Regions from separate parts of the Rattus norvegicus genome. Here region 2 is linked to region 1. The links are chromatin contacts, called in public Hi-C maps. All regions are on one chromosome and are shown on one strand. Each heading gives the region's core, a stretch centred on a gene start, on an enhancer-like site or on the middle of the called end of the contact. The rest is flanking DNA. Distances are from core to core; before and after follow the strand shown. Region 1 has its middle 240 kb from the start of Adgrl2. Region 2 has its middle 140 kb from the start of Adgrl2.

Region 1 (3,411 bases), core at 405-2,904:
TAGAGGCGTTGGACCACAGCGACCTGGAGATGGAGGTGGTCGTGAGCCACCTGGTTTGGGTGCTGAGAACCTAACTTGGTTCCTCTGGGGGAGCATCAAGTGCTCACTTGCTGACATAGCTCTCTAGCCCGATGTTTTTAGTACAAACCTCAGATTAAGTGGTAAGCATTTGATAGTAAAAAGCACTTTCCTATCCCCCTCAAATTTTATTAAACAAAGAAAATGTAAGAGAATAAATCCTGGGCAGGCAAGAAGACTTAGCACGCAGAGGTATGTCCAAGTGACCCTGACAGCCTGTAGGGATTCCCAGACTCACAGACCAGCAAAGAGAGCAGACTCCTGAGAACTGTCCTCTGGTCACCCACCTACAGCCACCTGCATGCACCTGCACTCACGCATGCAAACACCCGCTGTTGCTTAATTATTTTTTAGAGTTGAAAACCCTGAAAATGAACAAAGGAGACTAATATGTCCTTTCTATGTTCATAAGCATGAGTACAGATATCAGGAGTGGCTATTAAAAACAAGTCTTATTGATTGATTACCATAAAGTGGCTAATGCCATTGGCTCTGAGCATTCTTGGACGCAATAGGGCTTGTTTTTCATTTGTGAATTAACAGGGATGAAATTGTTAAATAACAGGAAACGTAGACCCAAACCAAGTGGATGCACGGAGGCAATGCGTACCATAGGGAAGGCACAGGTTCAGAGCTCCCCCCCCCCCACTATTACTCCCTTTCCTAATATCTGAGTTCCTTGATGCCTTTTGCTATGATTTATTTTCCTCTTGGCCTATTGAGGCTAGTCTCCAGTATTAGGCACACGCACAATGGCCCCGCTGTTTAAGATACTAGAAAATTGGCCATGCCGATAAGTTGACATGGGTTTTTGCATTGGGAAATACTTCCGTGGCTATTTAGCACACCACTTCAATCATTTAAGACCCAAAATATATTTCATTGAAAATTGAATCTTATTAAGATAGTTAAAAGTGAACAACTTCTGAGTTTCATTCAATTTTATTTTCTCAAAGGTCCTGTTTGTAAAAGCACTTTTGAAGAAGAGGGAGGAGGAAGAAAAAAAGGAGGAGGAGGAAAAAGAAAAAGAGGAGGAGGAGGAAGAAGAAGAGGAGGAAGAGGGGGAGGAGGAGGAGGAAGAAGAGGAAGAGGAAGAAAAGAAGAGGAAGAGGAGGAGGAAGAGGAAGAAGAAGGAGAAGGAGAAGGAGAAGGAGAAGGAGAAGGAGAAGGAGAAGGAGAAGAAGAAGAAGAAGAAGAAGAAGAAGAAGAAGAAGAAGAAGAAGAAGAAGAAGAAGAAGAAGAAGAAGAAGAAGAAGAAGAAGAAGAAGAAATAGTAAAAGTGAGTCAGAGTTAAGGAATTGTTAAACTACTGAGACACAACTTCACAGAAATGGTGCTGTCCTGTCAGTTAACCTGTCTTCCCTCTGTGGGCACACCTCTGCTTTGCACGGGGAGATACACATATTGGCATGTGTTAAAATAGTCTGAATCAAATTATCATCTACTTGAGATAGGGCTGTAGCTGGGGGATGTCTCGATGACTCAAAATTCCTGCGAGAGAAGCTGCAATGTCAAACTTGTGATATGGTGTCAAGATGAAATATGCTTTGAGTTTTATTAATAGTGTGGAGCACATTCCTTCGTTCCTTCAAGTGCCCTGCCAGAACTAGGAGAGTGTTGCCAGCATCCGTGGATGGAGATCAGCTCTCCTCAACATTTTGCCACCAAGTGCCTATAAAATGTTTATACCTATAATTGTCGAATTATGTTAATTGACTGGTGAAAAGACACTAGGAAGTTGAAGTGTTCAAAAAGTATCTTTCTCAGAATCTCTTGGGTGCTCTTCAAGCTAAGCACCCAGGGGACCTTTTTTTTTTCTCTACACTGTATACAGTGAAAGTAGAATGTCTTAAAGTATCATCTCGGTCTTCACTTAATTTTGAAAAATAAGTACCAGGAAAGGGGCCTCCTTTGAATTCCCGATGAGATATACACAAGGTAGCACAGATTTGACTTTCCAGTAGGTTTTGTTTTCTTAGCTCAGTTGCACTGATATCTGTTAGGAATATTTATTTGATGTGAAGTTTGTGCACACTGTAAAGATATTTCCAGCACAGCTTGGGGCTTTAGTAACCTCAGCCAGGGGGAGATGTTAACAATAAATCAGGCACAATTGTGACTCGGGAAGAAAATGAAATAAAATATTGGTTCCTAGGAGAGATTTATTTTTCCCTACCCCCTTCTCTCAGGTCAAAATAAATAGAGATTTTTTTCTGAATGTCATTACAACTTCAATGACTTCTCGATTTTTATGTGAGACTCTTCTACTTTTGGGACTGTAGATAACCATCCTTGAGTTGCAGAATTCTGACCATATTCTATTAAAATCATTTTTCCACTTTCCTGTTAAACTGTATTTAATCCTTTGTGTCAATGTGCTGGGGAAGATAGTAAAGATATATCTGAACTTTGCCTTAAACTTCTTTAATCTTTTTTAAGCTCTCATTCATGTAACACGGCTTCAGCAATCTGATTTCAACACCTCATCTCCCAGGGGAAAAATGCTAAGATTTCCACGTTCAGAGACCAGTGGGAAACTGGTTCTCCTCCACTCAAAAGTATTTCATTCCAACCACAGCTTCTCCACAGTGCCTCCTCCAGGCCTTTCAAGTCTTTTGAATTCCAATGGGTAGCAAAGAGGCCTTTTGTAGTATCTAGAGAGCCCTAAAGCTGAGGGGACTGGTAATGACATCAGGCACAGGTGGGCTCAGAGGATTTTTATGTGGTGTGGGGGGGGGGGCGGGAATCAAACCTTTCACAGGGACAGCATATACCACCAAGAACACACTTGCCCAATACCTTTGTTCTTCCTGTTGGCCATAGGCATAGCTTCACAACCATTTGAAATTCTGCCTCATTGTCAAGGCCGTTAATGAGGTGGGATTCAGCTCTGGAAGAGATTGATGGTGCATGTTGTGCCGCGCTCCTTAGCTTCCACTGGATTCGAGGAAAGATAAATGGCTCCAGAAATGTTTATGTGCAGGCCTGCGATTCTGTTCTTGGGCCTCGGCCCTTCTTTGCCAGTTCCAAGAGTCCTTTCCAAGGTGAAGTCATCCTGAGCTGTTCTGCCTGCAAGAAATGAGCCCCAGTGTTTCCCACCATTCCTTCCTGCTTCTACTCAGTGTCCCTTATCACAGCTAAAGTCAAAGTTCATTTTATCTTCTGCCCCGTTGGCATACTTTGAATATTTTTTTGGTACAGGAAATCATTTGTTCCAACAGTGATAATAATCCCAGGCCCACGGATATCTGCTGGTAAATGGAGAGCAAGTCAGAGCTCTCCAGGTCTGAACTGACAATTAAATCATCCAGCCTAGATTGCTGATGATTGTCT
Region 2 (3,641 bases), core at 963-3,462, 99 kb after region 1:
AGAGTGAAAAGACAGGGAGATGACAATATTTGAAAACCCTCAATGATGAAACGCACTTTAAAAAAGTAAATAACATGTCAAAAGAGCGCAAGGAGACTGAGGTGCTGTGATTTTCTTCACACGACTTTGGCTGTTTTTTAGTGTTTGGTTGTACAGGGAAATAAAAATAAAATCTCTGATATCTTTGTGTGTGTGTGTGTGTGTGTGTGTGTGTGTGTGTGTGTGTGAGAGAGAGAGAGAGAGAGAGAGAGAGAGAGAGAGAGAGAGAGAGAGAGAGGAGTTTTGGCTCCATTGCAAAGTGGTTAATCTGTATTACTTTTTTAGTCAGATGAAGATCAAAAACTGGATGCTGTGACTCAAATCCTGACATTTCTCCTACATTACAGCTCCTTCCTGGAGATTTTTTTAATTGAGTTATAGCCAAAGTGATAATTCAATAACCAGGATGGTCAGCATCACCTTTGACCTCCAACTCGGTTAACTGGTCTGCTTCCGGGAAGTGTTTCTGTGTTTGTTTAAGACGCTTCTTCTCTGATGGAAGAGACCAAACCATGAGGGAGGGGGAATCTTCTCTGACCTCCGAGCAAATTCAATGTTCAGACTCGTCAAAGAAGACATCTGAAGTGGGTACTGTCATTAGCTGGGAGCCCTTGAGAAAATTGTTTATCTTCCTTTCTATCTTCTCTCTCTCCCTCCCTCCCTCCCTCCCTCCCTCCCTCCCTCTCTCCCTCCCTCTCTCTCTCTCTCTCTCTCTCTCTCTCTCTCTCTCTTCCCTTCGAGGTAGGAAATGAAAACTCAGAGGACTGGGTAGAGGAGCACTGAGCAAAACTAGCGCAGCCGGCCAGCTCCCTCAGCAGCTATGCAAAGGGACACGGTGGCAAGTGTATTTCTGTTTCAACAAGACACAGTGATTCGGACGAATCTACTCGGTTTATCTTGTAAAAATCAGACAGCCCATGTTTGCGTGTAAAAGCCGCAAAAATCATTACGATCGATACTTAAGTCAGAAAACCACTAGTGAGTCTTCATTCTGGTCAACAGCCTCTAACAGCTATTGTTACTGCTCATGTTAGATCGCTATAGTCCTGTCAGCCTGTATTTACTTACGATTATTTATTTATTTATTTATTATTTATTTATTTATTTATTTATCTATCTTTAATCTTTTTACAGGTCAGTCATTATCCCCCTCCTGGTTCGCCCTCCAACAATCCCATTCCTCCTCCTCTTCCCCTCCAAGACTATGTCCCCACTCCCATCCCTACCCTGCCAGGCCTTTCCACTCCCTGGGGCCTCAAGTCAAGGGTTTGGTGCCTCTTCTCTCACTGAGGCCAGACCAGGTAGTCTTCTGCTGTCTGTTTCGAGTCCTTGGACCAGCTAGTGTATGATGCCTGGTTGGTGGTGTTAGCATTTTATCTAGACTCCACCCCACAGTTACATGGCAACAGCCAGGTGTGCCTGCCTCACTATAAAAGGAGCTGCTTAGCCCCTCCTCTCTCTTGCCTTCTTGCTCCTGCTCTGTCCTCTTGTCCGGCTCCCCCTCTTGCCCCATTCCTCTCTTCCCTCTCTCTGAATACTCATGGCTGCCCCCCTCCCTCTCCCTCCCTCTCTCTCCCTTTCTCTGTCTCTACTATCCTCTGAACTCCCCTCCTCATGCCATGCCTTGCCTGAACTCTATTCTATACTAAACCATCTGTGGATGGTCCCTCAGTGTGAAGGGATCAGCATGGGCCCGTGGAGGCACCTCCTTCCCACACACCTGACTACACAAACACCAAACACATTCTTCCCCCTCATCTTTATAAAACACACAGGTGGCTCAGTGTCTGAGAGATTTCAGGGGTCCAGGCTAGTTGAGACTGCTGGTGCTCCTCCTCCTCAGCTTCTTCTAGCCTTTTCCTCATTCAACCACAGGGATCCCCAACTTCAGTCCGTTGGTTGGGAGTAAGGATCTGTGTCTGACTTGGCTCCTGCCTGTAAGCACACTATAGTGTCAGCAATAGTGTCAGGCCTTGGAGCCTCTTTTTGAGATGGGTCCCTATTTGGGTCCCTGGACCTCCTTTTCCCCAGTCTCTTCTCCAGTTCTTTTAAGAGAGCTGCAAAGGAATTTTTTTTTCCTAATAAAGTCAAATGAGAAAGCCATGTGGGCTGGGAACGATAGAATGTTTTTTCTGGAGCCGAATTCTGACTCATGATTTAAAAATGCTTGTGAAAAACTATGCGGAGACCCATCAGTCATCACTGGTCTCTTAGGCTCACAGCACTGGCTTGCTTAAGGATTACTATGCCTTTGAAATATTTCCACAAGGCTTTCAGCTTCGATAGCACAACATAGAAAGATGTGCATATGCGTGTGCGTGTGTGTGTGCATACATGTGTATGTGTGTGTGTGCGTGTGTGTGAGTGTGTGTGTGCATGAGCTTGTGTGTGTGCATACATGTGTATGTGAGTGTGAGTGTGAGTGTGTGTGTGAGTGTGTGTGTGTGTGTGTGTGTGTGTGTGTGTGTGTGTGTGACCTATAGCAGCTGAAGAGTAAGTGAGCTTGCCTGCACTGGATTTCCTAGGGATCAGTTGTCACTTCAAACTCTCATCGTTTGTACACTAGGATCCATACACATAATGACATCTCACAACCTGTTCAGAAAAACTTCCAGAAACTATAGGCTTTTAAAACCGAACCTGCCTGTCAAGACTTCTGAGAACAGGAATGCCTTCAGGGGAGGGAGGGGGATGCCAGTGAGGTGGTGAGGTCTACTGAAACACTCTCTCTCTCTCTCTCTCTCTCTCTCTCTCTCTCTCTCTCTCTCTTTCTCTTTCTCCTTACCTGGGGATGTCAGAGCTATTGTTCATGTTCTGTCTGATTGATTTTGACAGGAAGTTGCTTCTCTGGACTTTCCAGCTCAGGTTAGTGGCCACATTACCTTGAGATGAACTTTGGGTTCCTGACAGTCCCCACTAGTACTAAATACCTCTTAAGGACGCACAAATAGTGTGGGCAAGGCACATGATGCTTGAAGAGGCTCTACCCTCAAGACGTCCACATTTTCCAGCTTGGTGGTGGTCTCAGCTATCCTTGTGTGTGGCCCTTTGGAGACTCAATCTGACCCAGCAGAAATCCCCACTCTGAACGTAGTGAAAATGGTCAGGATTTACCTCAAATCCAGTCCCAGTCATCCGAACTCTAACCCTCATGCTCTGGTCTGTGTGTGCTCTTTGAGGTCTCAAAGCCATGGGCAGGGAGCACCTGGAAGACACTCTTACCTGAAACATCTTAATTTTATTACACTGTGAAGCAACCTCACTTTCCCCCACTTGTCAGTAACGTTTCCTACTGAAGCTTGAGATTTAATGCAGTCATTTGACAGAAAGGAGGTGATCTGGAACTGTTTTCTTAGTGAAATATGTGGTGGGGAGGACCATCCTTAGAGAAAACGTCAAGGTCAAGAAATAAGACAAGCTGGCTTCCTTCCAGTAACCTTCTGGGAGGCAATCCTTTCAAGTTGTTCCTACTTTCTTTTTTACGAAAAATTATAATGGGTAAAAATTTTATAGTTCAAATCTTTGGACCCATCCCACCCCATGGAAGCAAAGTTCAGTTTTAAGCCTGAATTTCAAGCTTGAATTGAGAGAAACATGTATCA

The links. Hi-C and Micro-C count contacts between places; a contact is called where the count stands out from the background.
Region 2: a contact with region 1 is called in a Hi-C map of the A7r5 cell line, with 1.9 times the contacts expected there. The contact joins two enhancer-like sites. A contact is called at or near these places in 2 of 12 Hi-C or Micro-C datasets (the A7r5 cell line and liver).

The regions. Positions count from the first base shown.
Region 1 is chr2:240,252,132-240,255,542 of GRCr8, forward strand. No RefSeq gene overlaps it. Among named protein-coding and RNA genes, the nearest start is that of Adgrl2, 240 kb to the right of the region's middle. Within about 2 kb of position 1,655, at least 2 of the 93 cell types and tissues checked have an H3K27ac peak or open chromatin away from gene starts, as enhancers often do. A contact at or near this core is called in the A7r5 cell line, where this site is marked.
Region 2 is chr2:240,350,134-240,353,774 of GRCr8, forward strand. No RefSeq gene overlaps it. Among named protein-coding and RNA genes, the nearest start is that of Adgrl2, 140 kb to the right of the region's middle. Within about 2 kb of position 2,213, at least 8 of the 93 cell types and tissues checked have an H3K27ac peak or open chromatin away from gene starts, as enhancers often do. A contact at or near this core is called in the A7r5 cell line, where this site is marked.